Regions from separate parts of the Pan troglodytes genome. Here region 2 is linked to region 1. A link is a contact called in public Hi-C data. All regions are on one chromosome and are shown on one strand. Each heading gives the region's core, a stretch centred on a gene start, on an enhancer-like site or on the middle of the called end of the contact. The rest is flanking DNA. Distances are from core to core; before and after follow the strand shown. Region 1 has its middle 200 kb from the start of STK26. Region 2 holds the start of RAP2C (RAP2C, member of RAS oncogene family).

What was found. A called contact is a pair of places that touch in the nucleus more often than the background predicts.
Region 2: a Hi-C map of induced pluripotent stem cells shows a contact between it and region 1, with 2.9 times the contacts expected there. The contact joins the promoter of RAP2C here to the enhancer-like site in region 1. A contact is called at or near these places in 3 of 7 Hi-C or Micro-C datasets (induced pluripotent stem cells and stem cell-derived neural progenitor cells) and 1 of 1 datasets of contacts at active chromatin or transcription factors (stem cell-derived excitatory neurons).

What each region holds. Positions count from the first base shown.
Region 1 is chrX:129,283,759-129,288,579 of NHGRI_mPanTro3-v2.0_pri, forward strand. No RefSeq gene overlaps it. Among named protein-coding and RNA genes, the nearest start is that of STK26, 200 kb to the right of the region's middle. Within about 2 kb of position 2,508, at least 9 of the 24 cell types and tissues checked have an H3K27ac peak or open chromatin away from gene starts, as enhancers often do. A contact at or near this core is called in induced pluripotent stem cells and stem cell-derived excitatory neurons, where this site is marked.
Region 2 is chrX:129,676,033-129,680,853 of NHGRI_mPanTro3-v2.0_pri, forward strand. RAP2C (RAP2C, member of RAS oncogene family) reads right to left here and starts at 2,273. Exons shown (of 3, transcript XM_054676626.2): 1 at 1,788-2,273. The coding sequence starts at 2,060. It overlaps LOC107971183 (a long non-coding RNA gene), which reads left to right and starts at 2,991. Exons shown (of 3, transcript XR_001714145.4): 1 at 2,991-3,608.

The DNA of each region.
Region 1 (4,821 bases), core at 1,258-3,757:
CCAGTTTCATCAGCCATACTTTGTTTAAAGAATCCCATTTCCGATAGCATTAGGAGATATACGTAATGCTAAATGACGAGTTAATGGGTGCAGCACACCAGCATGGCACATGTATACATATGTAACTAACCTGCACATTGTGCACATGTACCCTAAAACTTAAAGTATAATAATAATTAAATTTAAAAAAACAAAAAAATGCCCATTTCCACTCTACCATAGCTTTGTAGGTCTGCTCTTCTTCATTCAACCTTGATCCCCAACAATTTCCCAAGTTATCTGCTTCAGTGGGAAATTCTTAGGGACCTAGGGCTAAGAAAGTGAAGGAAATAATGGAAATAACAGCCTAGAGAAGAACAAATCTAGGCACCAGGCCATGTGACTTGTTTCACTGCCAGGTTCCCTGGGAGTCCTCCATTTTCTGACCTGGGCACTAGGTCTTGTGTATTGAGTTGGGGGCAGCCATGTCAGAACCCTAATAGGAGGGTCCAGATAGATCTCAAGGCTGAATTCCATACAATGTCCCTCTTGGGGTGACACACACACTCCAAACTTACAAAATTCCAGTAGAAAGGAACATGATTTTGTCTTATGGTTCCATCATTCAACATTAAAACACAAGCAAGTTCCCATGCACGTCATTATTTGACTTTTAATGGCTTCCTATGGCTTTATTATATATGTGTGTGCCACTGCTTAAGCTTAGGAATCAGTCTTATGGTGTTTTCTCATAAGTAATTAAGACATGGTGCTTGTAAAGAATTTAGAAAATAACCACGTGCTGATCAAGAACAAAAGCACTGTCATAAAATCTTGTATTAAACACTAATAGCCTTTTGCATATTTACTCCCATTATTTCAACATGCACACAGGTCTATATTTACGGTAATACACTACAATAAACATATTTAAATTAAATTTATATATGCATCATGTTTTAGATGCAAACTTTTCACTGCTCGTTCCTGGGTAACTGAAATTGTCATGAAATATTTGCAAGACCTGGATTTTAGATAATAAAATATTTGCAATGAGCTTCTTGATTGACTAATTCATTAAAGAATGTTAGGTTCTCAATTTTTAAAAAATTTATACACAGGACATAATACCTATAATGCCACCACTCAAGTATCTTAATTTTGATACCTGCCTTACCTAATCATTACTATGCTGACTATATATATATATATATATATATATACATATATATATATACATATATATACACATATATATATACATATATATATACACATATATATATACATATATATATACATATATATATATATATACATATATATATATACTAACATTGGAACAGGCACTATGTGCTTATGCCTCAGAACATTAGGATTTCTTTTGTTTATATTTTTCAAAACTTATACCAAAATTTTATCTTAAAATTTTATGTAAAATCTATAAAGTTGAAACGCATACTCACTCTAACACTGACCATGATTATGCATGATATGCATAATGCATATATATGTATAAGCATTAGATAGATAGGTCCTAGTTACCTGCTTACAGGCCTAGAGGGAAAAGAAAATGATTGCACCTATTATATATATATTTACTTCTCTTTATTTATTTATTTTTATTCAACCTCTGGGAGCATGGACTATCCTTCTCTTTAAAGATAATTGAATGCAAACTGGATATAGTTTTGCACAGTCTTCAACACTACCTTATACCATTTGCATACATGAATGACAATGTATATTTGAGTGCTTGGATTTTTTTTGCATCTTACTCTAGAAGACCTTTCTATTTCAAGAAATTACAAAAGTTACACCCACTGCTGGCACCGTTTAGATTTTAAGAAATTATAAGTAGAAAGTAAACGGTACTTCAATCACAACAAGAAATAGCCACTTAAAAATATCCTTGCCATACATTCTTATATCTTCACTTTGCACAAATAATATACACTTAAAAAATGTTCAAATCCTCTTGTACTTTGAATGCTAAAACAAGTTTTCCTCATTTGTAACTTGAATGCTCTTCAAATCTCATTAAGTATTCTTTAGAATAATGACAGGTTTTAAAATCTTGCCACATGTTTTTGCATTTCTAGAAATAATCATGCTTCTTTACAATGTACCTGCTATAACAGCCATGTATGGAGAAGTGAAGCGAGGTCACAGGTAATGCCACCTCCAGCAGACAAGAACTTTTAAAATGTGGGTTCATCTTCAATCCTCTTCACTCGGTTTTGGTTCTCATCTGTTTGTGCGTGGTCAGCTCTCCTAGCAAAAGTGCTAACCCTTCTTGGTTTGGCGGGCTGATTCCATTTCTCTTCAAGGTCCTCCTAGCTGCAAGCAATTTGGTTGCACCTGGGACCTCCAGCAAGCACATGGCATCCTTTTATAAGCAACCTGGTATTGTCTGGTTCTCTGCAGTGACTCTGCTACCACAAAGGTCCTAGGCCCCAGAGCCTGAAGGCACCACGTGTCAGCCTTTCCCAGACTCTCAGGGGCGGGGAGAGAGACGAATACCCACAGGCCCAGTACTTCGTTGGTTGGTGGCTTCCTCCAGTCCCGCCCATACTGGGAGAATACCAAGACCCCACCCTACAACTTCCTGGGCCTGGACTTCCTGCCAGAGGCCGACTTAGTCTTCCCTCCCCACGGGCCAGTTCCTACACCTGGACCTCACTCTGTCCAGAGCTTCAGGTAGGCCTCAGGAGGTGGAACTAAGATCCAGCTCATGGTCCGAGCCTGGAACTTTCCAATATAAGCCCTCTAAGGGATGGGGCTTTTTCCAGAAATTTCCTCACGATGGCAGTGTTGCTCCTGGAATTCTATCCAATACTGCCCCCAAGCCCTCTTCTCCCGCCCGTCCGGTATGAAAAAAAAAATGTGACCAACAGATTAAGGCACCAGGAAATATGGCTGACTTGAGAAACTCGCTCACACTATTGTGATTTTGCTTTTGGTTTTTCATCTGAAATCAAACTGGCGCCTAAACCTACACTCTCATCAGGGGTCTTTTCAGTTCAAGAACTCAATTTCCACTTACCTAGTCTTCACAGTTCTGCTTTTTCTTCACCTAACTTTTTCTCATGGTACTAAATTGTCTTGGTGTATCAGGGGTCAAACCTCAGGGATCCAGGCCTAGAGGGAAAAGCAAATGGTTGCATCTAAGGGCTTGGAGAAGAGCAAATCCATGTTGTTCTTGCCTGACTCACTTCCCATGTTTCCCGGGAGTCCTACTCCATTTCTGGCCTAGGCACTAGGCCTGTGTGTTGAGGGAGAAGCAGTTGTCTGGAACCCTAAGCTAAGTGTCTAGATGGTTCTCAAGACTGCGTGCTATACAGTGCCCATTTGGAAGGATACACAAACTCAAATATGTATAAATTCCAGTCAGAGGAGACTGATACAGTCTGATAGTCAAAATAATTTAAAATCGGAACACAGGCATGTTCCTATGTTCTTATATGACTGTCAATGGTTTCCTGTGACTTTAGTGTGTATATGCTTATCACTTAGGGGTCAATCTTATGGTATTTTATCTTACGTAATTAAGACATGGTGCTTGCAAAGGATTTGCAAAGGATTCAGAAAAGAACCATGTGCTGACCAAGAGTAAAGCACTGTCATAAACAGTACCTATTAGTAATACTGATAAACATCTGGATTATGTTTTGTGAACTAAAAAGTGTCTGAGACAGGTCTCAATAGTTTTAGAAATTTATTTTGCAAGTTTAAGTACACGCATGCCTGGGAGATAGGTCCATGCCTTTCTTCAAAGATGATTTTGAGGGCTTCAATATTTAAAGGGGAAAGGGCAGATACTGGGGAAAGGGGAAGAAATTTTGAAAAGATGTGGGTAGATAAGAGGCAAAGGGTAGCATTCTTTTGAGTCTTTGATCAGCCCTTCATAGGCGAGATGAGGGTAGAGGAATAGTCACGTACACATTCATCTAGCTCAGTGAATCTGCATTTTTTACATAGGATAAAATAAACACAGGGCAGAGGAAGCAATCAGACATGCATTTGTCTCAAGTGAGCAGAGGGAAGACTTTGAGTTCTGTCTTTTGTTCCATACCTGTGAGGATAAGCCAAAATTTACATTGTCAGGGTGAAATTCAACAGAACTGTTTCAGGGTAAAAATCTTGGGGCTCACAAGGAATTTCCTAGTGGGCAAATTGTGAGGGAGATATGTAGCTTTTTGTTTTTGCTTTGTTCAATCATTGTAGCCATCTTATTTAGGAATAAAATGGGAGGCAGGTTTGCCTGACGCAGTTCCCAGCTTGATGTTTCCCTTTGGCTTAGTGATTTTGGGGCCCTGAGATTTATTTTCCTTTCACAGTTTCAACATACACATGCAAACTCATATACTCATGCACTCATTTCAATATATACACATAAACATTTATATTTCGTGTCATACACAATAGTAAGTTTACATTAAAATGAGGTTTATTTGTATGTTATGGTTTGGAGTATACTTTCACTTCTGTTTCCTGGGCAGTTTGTCATTATCATGAAAAATTTGCAAGACCTGAATTTTTAGTAAATGAAACATTAACCAAGAGCTTCTTGATTGCTACATTCAATAACAACATGGTCTCTGAAGACATGTTCACTTCATAAAACACTTATTTAACAACTGGAAATTTAATTCCTATGATGTCTCCTCTCAGGTATCATGATTTGAAGAGCTTCTAATCTTTATTATGCTAACATGTATATACTCTAAAACAAATATTGAATCACAAGTATAACATGCGTGCATCAGAAAATATAGGATATTCCTTCCTTCTCAAAATTTTAACCTACAATTAAATCTAAAATTTCATCTTATTTTATTT
Region 2 (4,821 bases), core at 1,023-3,522, 390 kb after region 1:
AGAGCGTTAGCAATTCTCCAGTAGCATCAATTTTGGGAGGTGGGGGCAAGTATTGATTTAATACAATATTATAGACTTAATTATAAAAATCACCATTTTCGGTAATATTTCATAATTTTAAAAGTTTGCCTTAAATAGAAAATGTATGCTTAATTGGAAGTCATAGTAAGTACAGAATATTCACATGTGGGCCTACGGAAAAGCAAGGGACTATGAAAATCTATAAAAATATAGTTATTTGATATTTGCATCAATTTGGTTTGATAATATATCAACTCAGATTTCTAGGTTACGCTTATTTCCCATTGTCTTTATGGAAACATAAGTTCAGCTGAAAATCCAAACTTAGGGCATTTGGGCTCAAAAGAGTTTACATCTCCACTGAAATAACGGCACAGTTTTTCACTCCCAATTCATGTCTATAACAGAAATGGATATAACAGAAATCTTATGAAACACCCTTCAAAAGACTCTCAGCCTCCAGAGAGTAAGCTGATAGAATAACAAATCTCCTGAGGATCCTTTAGGGAAAAAATGCCTGTCAAACAGCACCTTCAGTACTTTGGTACTTTCTGGGGGAAAATGCTTTTATGATACTATTGTTTGGGAATTTATGCCTACATAAAATGAATTTAGTTTGGTCTCAATAGCTTTTATTTGTTTCCCCAGAATTTATCATCTTAAAAAAAAAATCCCTGAAGTTGTTCTATCAGGTTACTGGGAAAGTTCACTATAGTACTTTAATTTAAAATACTAAAGAAAGTGGAATTAGCACATTGTATTGGCTAAAGCACTTAAGGTCTCTTAAGCAAGCTACATTAAGTGCATACCTTTAAATGCAGAAAAAATATATCCATTTCCTAAATCAATGGAGGTCAATATAATGGGTCAATATGAGGTTATTCATTTTCGAGGAATAAATAGAAACATACATTGCATATCCTAAAATAACGTTAAACCTTCAGTCTGTTTCCCAGTGAAGGACAGGACAGATTTTCTAAGAGATTGGACCACATCCAGTTTGGCCACCCAGCCGGAGTAAGAAATCTGCACTTGTTCAGTGTTCCCAGACCCACGTATTTTCTGTAAATACAGGCAATGTTACCAGAAACAATTTGGATCAACTGCAGAAAAAGAGTCATTCCTGATTTTTGTTGGTTATTAATTCTAGGTACTAGTCTTTTCTATTAGTAACTTTTCTTCCTACTACACGCCCCAAGTAATTAAGTAAAATGCCTAGAAGGCAGGTCTTGAGTTCTTCGTCTTGCAACACTAAGATTTATGAATCTAGTTGAGAAACTTGAGAGAGAAGGGGAGGGCGGCGGGAGGGGGTGTTGGGGGGTGGGAGGGGAAGGTGTGGGTGGGATAGACACAGAGGACTTATCTGTGGAACAGATAATCGGCTCCAAATAATTTTTTCAAAGTGCTCTATTTACCCGAGATTATTTGTTAGATGTTTTGTCGTGTAAGTTAATCAATACTTGTTGAATTGAGCAAGCAACTTCAGAAGGTTATATTCCAGGCGAAATATACACAGACTGACATTTCTTTTTCACTTTTCTTTCACTTAAAAATAGCTTTAAAATATTTGTTGACGCTTGTTACTTTTTACTACGCTCTATAGAAACAACCCGATAGTCTTCCGTGGCAGGAGTAACCTCAAAAATGCGTCATGTCTAACTTTCAAAAGCAAAGCACAGTCATTAATGCACGGTTCAAGCAACCCAGAAGTCGATGTCGGATTACCACACCCCCTTCTAACAAATTACAAGACTTGGTTTGGTTACCTGAAAAGACTGTTGATTAACCAGGCTATAAACCAGGATGAAACCTTGGCCGTTTTTGATGTAGAGATCTCTCATGGAGGCAAACTGCTCAGTTCCTGCGGTGTCCAGAATTTCCAGCACGGAGGGGGAAGAGTCCACTTCGATCTCTTTGCGGTAGAAATCTTCAATGGTGGGGTCATATTTCTCAATGAAAGTCCCAGTGACAAACTGCACAGTAAGGGCAGATTTGCCAACCCCTCCACTCCCTAACACCACTACCTTGTATTCCCTCATGAGTCTCACCTTCACCAACTCCTACCAGAGGGGGGGGAAAGATCACCCCGCTAGCTGCGGCGCGGCTAGACGAGGCGGAAGGTGGGCGGAAATCTGCGAACTGGGGAGGAGAGTGCAGAGGAGCAGAGGGCCCAACCGGGGAAGAAGAGGAAGTTACAGGAGGGGGAGGGGAAAGAGCGTAGAGTCGGGGAGGGTGGGGAAGGGATGGTAATGCCCTTCTTATAGGAACTGCAGCCCGAGCAGGGGGCGTGGGGAGGAGGGCGAGCCTGGGAAAAGCCCGGCGAGGGTGGCGAGGAGGCGCGTGCCCCCGGGAGGGAAAGGGTGGGGGCTGCGGCGAGGGGACCCCGCGGCGAGGCGGACGTCGGAGGAGCCCGCAGCCCGGCGCTGCCCGGCACCCCTCCCCCGCCCTTCACACAAAGGGGCCCAGGGACCCCGCTTCCTGCTCGCGCAGCCCAGCCGGCTCAGGCCTGAGGGCTCCGTTCCAGTTACCGCTGCCCGGGCGGGTTTCTGGGCCCCGGCTCCCGCGGGGGTCGTCCGGCCTGTGAAGGGGAGAAGGACGCACATTACCCGGCTGACCCCCGCCCCGAACCTGCGGCGCCGGCCGCCGCCTCCCCCGACTCCCACCCGGATCAAGCTACCGCCGCTTACCCCGCCGTCCGCACCCGCCCGGCCGCCGGGGAGGCTCTGTCACGCCAAGGCCATGGCCACCCACTGGCTCCTCTGTCTCTCCGCTGCCCCAGCGCTGCTGCTCGCGGCGGGGAAAGAGGCGGGGGCCGTCCGGCGGCGGCCGCAGGGACTCCAGGCGAACCCACCTCTTTTTTTTCTCACCCACCCCCCCACCCCCCCCCCAAGCACACACCCGGAAGGGTTTCCCTGACACACTGGCTGAGGTGCCCCAGTTCCCCGAGACTGGACGGGATCACTTCCGGTGGGGAAAGTCCCACCTCTTCGGGGCGAGCAGGGTGGCGCTGGAGCCGCGCCCTGCTGAGCGAGCGAGCCGGCCGGGGACGGTTTCGGGTCGGGACTCCGGCTTCGGGAACGGGCCTCTGGAAACCTGCGACGTCAGTCCTTACCCGCCCGCGGCTGCCGCGGACCGTCCCACCCCCAAACCCGTAGAAGCCCCTCCGACCTGCAACCTCCAGCCGCCCGGCCCTAGGACTTGAGCCGCTCCCTGGCCGGCGCGGAACCTGCGGGCTAATAATCTAGCGACCGGGAGAACGCCAAACATCCCTGGACTAGAAGTTGCAGGGGAAATCAAACAGCCCAGAAAGTTTATTCTCCTTGCTGGTATTTCTTCCACTTGCTATTTTGCTGAGAGATGCATGCAAACTACCCTTAGACTTCAGATGCAGTGCGTTTTACTTAGCCGTGCCTGACAAACACGCAGAACTTTTACCGTCTGGTAGATCCGCCTTGACTTTACCAGCGAATACTAAAGTCACTTAAAAAAAATCACAAGGCTCGAAAACAGCAGCATTAGAAGTAGACTTTATGGTACTCTGCTCAGCTATGTTCTCATTTGATTCCAACCACTACACGGCAGAAAAGGTAACCAATATTCAGGAAAGATTTGATTGGAAACGGTTTAGGCCTAAAGACTAATTTATTTTAATCGTTGATTATCTTTATGTATAACAATTTGCTTGGCTGGCTCTTACATGCTGAAGTTTTGTTTTAAAGGCCATCCTATGTAGTCTTTGACATTCAAAAGCAAGTAGTAACTCTGGTGTTAGATTCTAAGTTTCTATTTTTAGATAAAATTGTTACTTCCGACTATCTTTCCCTTTGCTAGCTTTCTATTTGTAAACTTTGTGTCGGATCCACAGAGCCCCAGGGCCAGGAGTCTAGGCTGTATTTTAGGTGTGTCACTTTCTTTTCAATTCAAGCATGTACCCAGAAACCTGCGAGACTCAGTGGCCAGCCTAGCAAAAATGACTCCAAATTCCCTTACTTACAAGCCCTAAATGGCCAAACTCTATAAAGAGATTTATTACTCAGCCTAAATTGTTGGATATTAGAACACAGGCGAATCATAGTAGTGTGAGGTCCCACTGTCCCTCCCTGAGTATTCCCCAATGTCACTTACAGTCTTCAAAGGAGAGTTTAGTTCAATTTCTCCTTGACCTCAGGCCGGTGCCATCTCTCCAGCGAAGTCCCCAGCTCTGGCTCCAGCTGGCCTGGGCCCTGTGTCGTATCAGAGGCACTGCCCTCTGCTGGAAGAGGTTTGGTCTGTGAGTTATGAGTTTCCCCACAGGTCACTGCTCCTTTCACACGTGCTGTTGCCTGATTTGGAGCTCTGCTGCTCATCTCCCTGCCTAGCTGTCTCCAGACTGTCTGGTGGGATTCACAGCCCTCCACCAGCCGTGCTTGTAACTGAGTCTGGAAATTCCTCTTCTGATCCAGCCAGTGTTGAGCAATCGTGGCAAGTCTTTGCTCTATTACTAAACTGTCAAAGCAAGGAGTTCTTTTTCAGGTCATCCCACCTGTTGGCAATTCTAATATCTCTGAATGTGTTGGTCATGCTTAGGAGAGAGTTCTTTGTTTCTCCACGCAGTGAAACATACTCCTCCCCTCAGTACAGCGTCCTGTGGGGTCACTCTCGTCAACTACAGTGGACAAATATTACACTCAGTCTAAAGATCCTTCTAAACTTTCTTAGGAAGGGTATTCATTACAGCATTGATTAGGAAATCAAACAATTGGAAGAAGCTTAAATGTCCTTCAGTAGGTGATTTTTAAAAGTTTCATAGCTCTCTATATC